Linked DNA regions of Gossypium hirsutum: region 2 is linked to region 1. Evidence: chromatin contacts called from public Hi-C data. All regions are on one chromosome and are shown on one strand. Each heading gives the region's core, a stretch centred on a gene start, on an enhancer-like site or on the middle of the called end of the contact. The rest is flanking DNA. Distances are from core to core; before and after follow the strand shown.

Region 1 (5,843 bases), core at 1,317-3,816:
GGCCACAAATTGAACGGCATACACCCATCATTTCCTTTTGTAACAGAAAGGCCCAAATATTTCTTTTTTAATTTTTAAAAAATAAAATAAAATAAAATAACTCAAAATTTAATCTAGTAATGCTTGTAATTCATTTTTAACTGCTGTCTTGTTCTACTTTAGCTGTTCATTTGTAACCGCTGTCTTGTTCCTAAACTAGATGGGGCAATAAGCCCAGCCAGTGCAAGCAATAAGAGAACACTACATAATTTCAGTTTTTGGAGCACACTTTAAATGCAGTAAGCTGATTCTATTTGTTATGACACTGACCCCCTTGGTCACTGGTCAGATTATCATTATTTTCTATGACAAGCACCCTTTCTTATACGGGTATGATTTACGTTGCATATGCATCTGAAACTATCAGAGAACCATCCTATTTGACATGGAAGCTACTTAGTACAAGCATGCTACAAAATATGATTGATCTCTTAACCTAACGCTACTATTGTGTTCTGGAAAAGGGGTGTGTGTACATATATATACTTATAGCTATGAGTTCTCACCTAGGAATCTTCTACCTTTCAACTACAGGTATAACAGTACTTACTAAAATCCAAGCTTAAAACCAAGAGAATTAAGCACAGAAAAATTAAGAAAATGTCTTATCAAATAATAAAGAACCTTAGACGCATTAATGTACTCCAAATACTAGTTCCTTAAGTCATTTTTAATCAAGGACAGGAATTTTCAACATGCTGATGCCAATACTTTGTCATATAACCGTGCAAGCTCATAATGACCTAAGAAAATGAACTTGTTGACCTTCATCTTGAGGAAGTTTGGACAAATTCAGTTTCAATGTCAGATTGAAGCCATCCCTTGGAGGATCAAGAATTTGCACGATTACACCATAAGCTGCTTTAATAGCTTCTATGGCTCCAAATGGAAGTCCACCAACGAAAACAGTTTCCAGAGGTGGGGTAGGTAATGATAATGAAAGCAGTAGAATATGGGGATTCTTCATTGACACCTGCATATCATTTGCAAATTACATGAGCATAATATAATTACAGTGGCTTTTGTACCTTAACTATAAGTTCAGAGAGCCCAGAGGAGCAAAACGAAATACATGAGTATGAATAATTCATAATACAATCACTCAATTTCTTTTACATAGGTGTAACAACGAAAAAGCTTCTAAATCACCTGAACATGGTAACGAACATCATCAAATTCAACCCAGTGATGGTCTAGTTCAATACACTTTTCAAGACTGCAAAAGCGACATGAGAGAAATCAGCAAGCTGAGAAAGAAAGTGTAAACAATAAGCAGAAAAGGTCCAGGTAGCCTGAAAATTATTCAGTTTTTACACCCAAAATAAATAAGAATGTTTGTACACTCAACACCAGGATGTATAATTGAAATACAAATATTAAAGCACAGCACATCATGGACAGCATGCTTGGCATAAAAGAGTAGGCATAGTTCCAACTTGGTCCACACCTTTAACATATTACTAAACCGTAAAACACAAAAAACCCTAGAGCTTAAACACATTTGAAAATTCTAACCGTATCCAATTGTTCTTGATGATCTATTGTTAGTCTAAAAGTTAACAATCCTGTATACTGATCTTGTCCACATATTACTCTAATTTAGATATTTATTACAGTTTTGAATGGGAGTTTGTATATTTCATGTTAATTACTATTAATAAATATAAACTTTAAAAAAAACACTAATTCTGGGAAAACTTAAGCGACAAAATTTTAAAGAGGGCTATATTTGATGATAGTATCGTCAGTGGAGATGATACATCTCTGGCATACCAAAGCGTAGGGTAGGAGGTCAGGTATTTAAAAGTAACAGAACTAGTTAAAAAAAATGAGACGAGCAACGCACTGCAAGCAACAATGGAAGATTGATTAGGAAAGGAACCATCAAACTCATAAGAGAAGGTTGTAAAGAATGAAAAATACATCTATGAATTAGAAATGTAGTTGGAATCCTTGACCTGACTCTGCTCGAATTCCCAACATGTCTTTCAAACATCAAATACATACAAGAACTGTAATTAAAGAAGTAAAATAAAAGAAATCAAATCAAATGATAAAAGCTTATACTTATCGGATTAAAAGAAAAGAAAACGAAGGAAAAAGTACTTCTGAATTCGATTCAGCAAAGTCTGGAGAAGGAAACGTGAATGGGACTGTAAAAGTATCATCGATTTCTTTCTCCGTCGATCGAAAAGGACAAACAAGACCAAAATCGAACTATCTCTCCGGCTCCTTCCTTTCGGTGCCAATTATCGTTTAGAGCCGGGATCTGTTGCTTCTATTGCAGTGTTTTTACTTTGGAATAGGCTTTTTCCGGACGGAGGATCAAATCACCCGTTAAATACTTCTCTTAAAAGAATAAGTTAGAAATAAATTAAAGCGATAATCACAGAATTGCTACTGAAATTTGGCAAACATTCTAATTTGGTACCTGAATTTTGGAAAAATTGATTTTGGTACTGAACTTTAACATTGTTTATCTATGTGGTAGTACCTTTGGCTGAAGATGTTAATTTTTTACTTTTCAGGAACCGAAACTCAATCGTGTAAGTTATGTAAAAATATTTTAATTGAACAAGGGCCTAAGATCAAAATATGCCTTTAATTTTTTTGATTTAATTAAAATAATAAAGTACCCCTTAAAATGTATTTTATAAATATTAAAGAAAATAAATTAAAAAATTTAACTTTTTGTTTTTTCTTGTCTTCCTTCTTCCGTGAAGAGAATTAGGCGTCGTTGCCATTATGCTACCGTCCAGCCAAAATTTTGACAGAAAGATTCGCCTCTTTCTCTTCTTTCTAGTTTTCCGGTTAGCTTTCTTGAACATCTTAGTTAAAATTTCACAATATTTAGAACTTTTAGAGCCCTGATCTGCAAATCTGGTCATTAAACCATCATGGAATTTTGACTGTGGCTTCCTCAAGAACCAGAAACTTGAAATGGGCTTTGGTTTTGATCTGCTTGGATTGATGGGTTTGATTTGTGATGTTAATTTTTTGGGCTTTGTGTTCTAATGGATTGGTGAGTTTGAGTGAATATGTTTAGTTGTCTCGGAATTGGAGGTTGTCAATTTGGTTTTGGTAATTGAGAATTGGCAATGTTGTTAGGGGATAGAAATGTTCTTAATTTAAAAAAAAAAAACTTTAAAATGACTATTTAAATTGATTTATTGCAAAAGGGTTGTTTACTTTTTTAAAAATTCATGAAATTAAGGTTTGAATTAGATGAAAAGAATGTGAATGATTAATTTGAAGAAAATTAAAAGAAGAATAAAGAAATCAATATGGTTTTTAAGTGGCAGAGAAACATATTTTCTGCTTTCTCCAAGACAATGAAGTTAATTTCAATTTTTTAAATTTATTTTAGTTAAAAATAATTAGTTTGAACATTAAAAACATAAAAAGGTGAAAATGAAAAGAAAACCTTCTTTTTAATTATTTATTCTTACGTCTATGGTATATTATTTAAAAATAAAATATGCGGCACCTTATGATTAGGTCACGTGTCCTGACAAATTTAAAATTGACTTTCTTTTTTAGGTTCAAGTACCACATTAAAAGATTTGTCAAAGTTTAAATACCAAATATGCCATTATCTCGAAATTAAATATTGAATATATCTAACATTGATGTTAAATAGCCATTAAACAAAACTACATTAACAAATTTATAAAAATTAAAATAAAAATCAAACATGAATTTAGTTAAGATGGTAAAGTTGTGATAAATGAAAGCTATAATAGTTTAGGTTTAAATCTCATGATTCTCATTATTAGTATGAATTTTTTTTAAAAAAAATTATTATAATGTAAAAGACATAAATGCCCTAAAAATATTGGTTCCTTTGTAAAAAGAACAAGCTTAACATAGTGTAACACCCCTAACCCATATCCGTCGCCAGAATAGGGTTACGGAGCATTATCGGAATAAACAAATCAAATACATACATTTCATATTATTTAACATTCATGTTAGATATTATTCATAAAGTCCCTTATATGAGCCCTCGAGGCCCAAAACATACATTAGAAATAAGTCGGGACTAAATTGAGTATTTAGAGAATTTTTCGCAAAATTTTAAAATTTTTCCAAGGTACAGGGTCACACGCCCCTGTAGCCAGGCCATGTGAGCACGCTCGTGTCTCAAGCCATGTGGATATTCGAAATAGGGCACACGGCCATATCCCAGCCCATGTGCATACCCGTGTAACTCTCTGACTTGGGTCACACGCCCGTGTTCTAGGCCGTGTGAACATGAAAATTTGCATTAAATAGGTGTAGGGGTCACACAGCCAAGCCGCACGCCCATGTGCCAGGCCATGTGATCAATTTTTAAGTATTCTGTTTTGAAATTTTTAAGATGCAGGGGACACACGGCCAAAACACACGCCCATGTGCTAGGCTATGTGTCACACACAGCTGAGATACACGTCCGTGTCTCTACCCGTGTAGATAAAATAAGGTCATTTCCTAGCTATATTTCTCACCCAAACTTGTCTTCCACCTACAATAACACTTAAATACATTCCCAAACCAATATAAAACATTTGAATTAAGCCAATATCAAGTATTAAACTTAACATTTTATCGCACAACCTTACCTTGTTGACTTATTTATTATATGCATATTCAATTTACATTTCATTTCTATTCATTCACTCATATATATATCTAGTTGATGAGGCCACATACACATACAAATATATAATTGTACTAACACAAGTCATTCCAATGGCTAATCACAACAAAACATTTACATGCCAACATTGACTAAGGTAACCTATACATGTCATTATAACCAAAGTTGATTTACTAAATATACCAAGATGAGTCGATAGACAGTGTGATGATATCTTCGCCAAGCTTCCAACCCAACGAGCTTTCGAATTACTATAGAAGAAAGGAAAATAAAACAAAATAATTTAATGCTTAGTAAGTTAGGATAATAGGAGAGTAACTTACCATTTAATTCACATTTAAAATAAGCAAATAAACATGCTCAACCAATTTGGCCAATTGCCTAAACGAGTTAGTCATGTAATTCACATAAATACCAAGAAATAATGAATAAGCTCATCAATATTCAATTTCTACATACAAGTATTCATCACTTCAAGTGTCCATGAATATGTACATATCATATCTTTGTATTTCAAGTATTTCTCATAATAACTCATCTTGAATTCATATCATCTCATATCGAAACTTTACCCGTTAAACCATTTAAAATATCGATGGATATAAGGGTAGTACACTTAAAGTGTAAAAAGCTGTAAACCGTAAATTCATATTCGAAAATGCTCATACGAGCACATAAACGGGAAGCTCTCTCTCGAGCCATATAACAGGAAGCTAATATGAGCTAAATAACGGGAAGCTTATTCGGGTTATATAACGAGAAGCTCATGAGAGCCATAATTAAGAAGCTCATGCGAGCCAATAACGGGTAGCTCTAAAGAGCCATTAATCAGGAAGCTCCGGATAGCCATATATCGGGAAGTTCAAGCAAGCTATATCAGGAAGTTCCGGAGAGCCATTAATCAGGAAGCTCACAAAGAGTCATATAACGGGACGCTTATAAAAGCTGTGGTGTGTCCACAACACATGCAGAATCACAACTGATCAGGATGCTTCGAAGAGCTATTAACAGAAAACTCGTAGGAACCATATAATGGGAAGCTCAAGAAGACTATATACCGGGATGCTCATGAGAGATAATTACGGGACGCTCTTTCGAGCTGTGGTGTGTCCGCAACATATGCAAGACCACAACCAATTCGGGAACTCTGTGTCCATCGAATCTC
Region 2 (5,843 bases), core at 1,584-4,083, 290 kb after region 1:
ATTTTGTTATAAGAAGAAGGGAAGAGGATTGTAATTTTTTTACGGACACGAAATAGAAAGAAATCAAAGATCAATTTTTTGAAGGTGATTCTCAAAGTTTGCTTTCATTTTCCTTTTTATTTCTTTTTTTTTTGGTCTGTTCTTCATAATCATATATACATATATGAAATAATAAAAGAAAAGGGAGGAATATATCGTCTCTATTCGAATCGGAGAGGACGGGTGAGGGTTTTGGACCGAAGTGGCGCTCTTGAGGGCGGCATCTAGCTTTTTTTTTAGTTTGCTTAAAGGCTGATAAAGGCAGGCTTAGGGGTTTTTTGTTGTTGTTTATTATCATGCTGCTTATTGAAACGGTGTCGTTTAGACCCTGTTTCAATGGTTTAAAACGGCGCCGTATTGGCCATTCAGCATCAGTAACCCGCACCCCGTCCCGATCCGGTCCCAGATCCACGTGTTTTATAGCGCGTGGGAAATTTGTGCAAACGATCCCCTGTATTCCATATTGAGTTTAAATCGATCTTTTTGTTCCCTTTAAATTTGGCCACGCATTTTATGTTTCATTCCAATTTGGTCTGTACAAAAACGCAGTGTTTTGGATGGCAGAGATTATTTTCCCTTTTGGTCCTTCCCTGTTATTCGCCCGTTCGGTGTGATCCTTTTCTTTTTATTTATTTCAAATTTGCCCTTAAATTTTTGTTTTATTTACAAACTAGTTCATTGTTTTGTTAATATTGTTGCTATTAAATTAATTAGTTTAATATTAATTTTTATTATTATTGTTATTATTACTATTATTATAGGTATTATTATTGTATTAGTTTATATATTTATTTACCTTTTTATGTACATTATTTTATTATATTATGTACTATTATTTTAATTCTTTTTATCATGTACTATTATCTAATTTCATAATGTATATTTTTTATGATCAATTTGGACACATTTTTATGATTTTATTTTATAATATATTCTTAAAATCCATTTTTATATATTTCTAACTTTAAAGATTTATACAATAATATTTTCATAAATCCATTTCATGTATATATACAATTTATATTAAATTATTATTTTTATTATACATATGTACACACATAACATGTTGTTGGTTTTATATTATTATATACCTTTTTAGCTATATTTATGTGGCTGATTTCTTTTAAAAGAAAACTCTATTTTATTATGATTTGTTTATTTCAACTTCTTATATATATTATTATATATTATCACTTGTATTATTATTGAGTTTTTTTTAGTATGTAATACTTATTTAGGTTAAGTATATATTATTTTGTATATTATATATATATTCTTTTTCTTTTGATCTTATACTTCTGCAATATTTACTTTAAAATTTAGTTATATAATCCTATTTCATATAGCCTTTTCTTTTACTCTATTCTTGAATTTCTTTTTAAAAAACTCTCGTGTATATTATATATATATATATATTATTTGTTTTAAATTTATTTTTCGCCTACGATTTATCGATGATCATTTCCATTCTTTCATGCTATTTATTTCTTAAGTTATTTCTAAATTTGTATGTTTTATTTATGTTTACGTAAATTTGTTTGGTTTTAATTAGTTTTCTCTTACTTGCTAATGTTGGTATTTGTATGGTATATGGTTGAGATAATTGTTGCTATGATTGTTTGAATTTATCTATTGTTTATTTATTATCCCTTAGTGTATGTTTTATGTACAAATTATCCTATTGCGTTATACACTACCATTCAATCGCAATACATTTGTTTTAAAGATTATGTGTCATTAAAGCATTAAAATCATTTTATTCCGTAAACTTTCAAAATACTTGGTGTTCACGATTTTCGAGAGAATGGCGCACTAACTTACTGGGCTTCAATTCTTTTCGTTAAATTTAGATAGCTGAGTATCCCTTTTTAATAAAATCGTACAGATTTTAAATAAAAGAATTCTCTTTTTGGATTTCAAAATGTTGGATCCTAATTTACTGGATATGATATTTTGCTACATTGAGTTAAGGATTTCTAAAAAATAAAGGCAATATTCGGTATTTAGGAATTTTGAAAAATTGAACCTTAACTTACTGGGTTTTGACTTTTTATTTGACCCAAATAACTGAATAACCTTTTAAAATTTAAATGCATGACTTTTAAAAATCAAAAGACAAACTTAATTTCGAGGATTAGAAGTGCTGCACTCTAACTCACTGGATGCAACATTTTACTTCTTTGAAATAAGAGGGTCTTATCATCCTGGTCAACTTATTCAAATTTTCTTTAAAAAAGGATTGTATTTTAAAATCTTTACAAATTTTTGACACAAACATTAAATAATCAATTTGGTACCAATTTTGGGCATTACGAGGGTGCTAACCCTTCTTCATGCGTAACCGACTCCCGAACTTGTTTTCTCAAATTTCGTAGACCAAAATCATTATTTTAGTAAATCAAAATGTTTAATTAAAATCTTAAGGTGACCCGATCACACCTTGAAAAAAGATTGGTGGCGACTCCATTTTCGTTTCTTAAAGTCGATTCCCGTTTTTAAATAAAAGTGGTTTCTAACACAAAGAATAAAATTAAATTTTTGTTTGAAATAAATTATTTCCTTTTCTTATCCAAATAAGAAATATTAAAACTCATTTCGTTTCCTTACCTTTATTCTAAATAAAAATTAAGTATATTTTTCTTTCTTTAATCTTTTTTTCTCTTTTAATAATATTTATCTGAACATGAGTTAATGTTAATTAGATTAAATATCAACTAAGGTGTCAGTTTAGAGAATGAATTTAAATCTGTAAATAAAAATTGATATATAGATAAATAGAAGTGATTCTATAATCAATCCAATGTAGAAAAACATTGGTTAATGCGGGACCCCAAACAGGCAATCACCCCCAACCTTGTAAGATTACTATCATACTCGATTTTCGAAATCACTGGCCATCTCCATGAGACCCTTAGCACAAAAACTACATACACATAGATGGAGCGAGGGCGTAGAGAGTAGAGCTGCAGCAGCCGCCAATGCGACTTCTCTTTTACCATTTAGATTAATTTTTAATAATTTAATCACCAAAATTGATTTTAATGAAGCCGGTGAAAAACATAGGCAATGCATCTCATGGCAGACCCAATTAGCTACAGCAAACGAAATGCGATTTCTCTGCAACTTGTTTTATTTTTACTAAACACACCCAATTTCAAAGAAATTGTGACACCCCAAAACTTTCTTCCACTTTTCCATTAAATTTCATTCCTTCTTATAACAAAAGCAAAAGTCATCTATTCAACTTCAATTCCACCAAAGACCCGCTTCAAGAATTAGTAAAAGTAAAAGTTCCCGTCTCGCTCTTTACTTACCCCTTCAAACAAGCTAAAACCCAGAAAATTTTCGTACGTATAGAGGGTTTCAGGCAGATGCTATATATACAGATCTTTGATGAGTGTTTGCCTTGGATGTTTTTAAGTTGTTTGTAAGATTCTTTTAAGGTTTTTGAAGATGGGCAGTGAGGGAGGTGGCCAATCGTCTCATCCTCTAAGAATAACCGTCCGAGAACTTATCTGCCATGCGTGTTCTGGTGCCACTGCAGGTAAAGCCTTTTACTTTGCTGCTTTCTTTGATTTATTCTTTTAGGGTTTTCTGTTATCAGTTCTTGCGAAAGAATTAGAAACATCGTGGAACTTTATTATTATTATTGGTGAAATGAGGGTTTGTATGTTGATTCTTTGATTATGAATGTCAGCAAACTCAGTTGAAACTATGAGTGCCACTTTTAATTTTATTGAATTTTCGATTTATTAATGATCTTTGTTGGAAATTTTAAGGTGCAATTGCGGCCACCTTTGTGTGCCCTTTAGATGTAATCAAAACAAGGCTACAAGTACATGGACTCCCTACAGCTTCTAAAACTGGTGTTAGAGGTATTGTAGATCCTGAGCTTTTGAAACTGAATTTTACTTTTGGGTGCATGGTTTAGCAGAAGGACTAGGATTGAAATTGTTGGAATTTTTTTCGTCAAGTATTTTCATAGGAGATCTTTGGAATGCAAAAATCTTGCTTTGTTAGGATACTCCACACCTATTATTTTGCATACATTGTGCTTTCTAGGCTATGGATCTTTTTCTATTAATGTCTGTCTACTCTGATAGATTCTGGTAATCTGAAGTGATGACCAGATTGAATGAAAATTGTTGATAAATATAGTTTTAATAGATTTGTAACATTCTGAAGTTTGATTTTACGTATTATGTGAAATTGTTTATGCCTGTGTTAATGATGGACGGTGTTTATTGCTATCATTGATGATGGGCAACTCTTCTTCCTGCCTTTTTTCTTGTCTATACTCAGACAGTGTTATTATTACAAGTCTACAACATATAATAAAAACTGAAGGTTTGAAGGGGTTGTATCGTGGACTTTCACCAACAATAATTGCTCTTCTTCCAAACTGGGCGGTAAGTAACCTTTTCATTCCTAAAGCAATTAATTGGAAGCTACTTATTGGATTGTTGGGTTTTTTTTTTTTTTTTTTCGTTATTGGTTTATGACTAAAATTTCTAGTTTCCCTTTGACCTTTTGATGTGCTAATGATCTATGTCAGATGGACTGATGATAGAGTGTTGGTTGTTTATGGTTTTGGAAATTTTTTAAATTAATTTTTAGAACCAAGTGTCATACCTGTATGAATGGCGAAGTGTCCAAGAGGTGCCAGACATGGGTATGTTGGGATAAAAAATAAACTGAGGACTCCATGTCACAAACACACACACACACACACACGATTGACTGATAAATGCTACTGCCTGGCCATCTTTTTGTGTGATTCCTTAACGTGCCGGCCTGAAAGGCAAACTTTATCCTTTTCCTCTTTGATCTCCCACGTCTATTTGAAGCTAATGTTTGAGCCAATCTTTGTAACTAAATTTCTTAATATCCCATGAAAAAATGATTGTGTGAGATTTATAGCCAGTGTCTTTAACCTATCATTATATTTGAATAAGGAAAGTGGGTAATCTGCTACCATGTTCATAAACCATTAGCTTCTTGGAAAAATATTGATTCCAACTAGAAAGAAAAATACTTATTTGATGTAATTAGTCTTCGGAGAAGTAACTGAAACTCTCATTTCATATGCAGGTGTATTTTACAGTTTATGAGCAACTAAAAGGCCTACTCGCTTCACATGGTTGGTTCTTGTAATTTCATTAATAGTTCACGCTTGACATGTACTCTGCCAAATCCAGCTTCAGTTGTTTTAGTTTCTAGTAAAGTTATACATTGTGATTTTGCAGATAATAACAGTGCACAGCTCACAATTGGGGAAAATATGGTAGCTGCTGCTGGTGCTGGGGCTGCCACAGCCATCGTAACAAATCCATTATGGGTTGTAAAGACAAGACTCCAAGTATGTATATTATTATGTATGGTGCATGATGTTTCTTCTAAATTATATCAGTGGTTTGCATCGCATTTGATTTCTCTTTGCTTAAATCATGATAATTCACCTCTAAGTCGTAATTACAATTAGTTATATGACCTTGATGTTGACACATTCATACTCTTATAATTCAGATTTAAGTGGCTCTAGTTAGTACATAGCTTTGGTTATTGGTCTACATTCTTTTGTTACAACCAAATATGCTTCGATATGTTGTAGTCTTCTGTAGATACCCCAAACCAATGTAGTGACTAGGGTTTGGAGGATCAAACTCCTTACCAATGCTTTGACATAAGCATGGTCAAGCAGGCATTTTTTTGAACCATAAAAGTAATCCTTTTCCTGCAAGTGGATGAGAGTGATCAGTTGTTATGATTTCATATCGGAGAATTTAACTTTCTTTCAAGTTTCA

What was found. A called contact is a pair of places that touch in the nucleus more often than the background predicts.
Region 2: a contact with region 1 is called in a Hi-C map of leaf, with 1.8 times the contacts expected there. The contact joins the promoter of LOC107945258 here to the promoter of LOC107945268 in region 1. A contact is called at or near these places in 2 of 34 Hi-C or Micro-C datasets (both in leaf).

The regions. Positions count from the first base shown.
Region 1 is chrD12:7,929,403-7,935,245 of Gossypium_hirsutum_v2.1, forward strand. It overlaps LOC107945268 (actin-related protein 2/3 complex subunit 2A), which reads right to left and starts at 2,567. Exons shown (of 10, transcript XM_016879219.2): 1 at 2,146-2,567; 2 at 1,189-1,255; 3 at 805-1,012. The coding sequence starts at 2,207.
Region 2 is chrD12:8,214,773-8,220,615 of Gossypium_hirsutum_v2.1, forward strand. It overlaps LOC107945258 (nicotinamide adenine dinucleotide transporter 1, chloroplastic), which reads left to right and starts at 2,834. Exons shown (of 9, transcript XM_016879201.2): 1 at 2,834-3,583; 2 at 3,819-3,914; 3 at 4,342-4,448; 4 at 5,131-5,179; 5 at 5,286-5,398. The coding sequence starts at 3,493.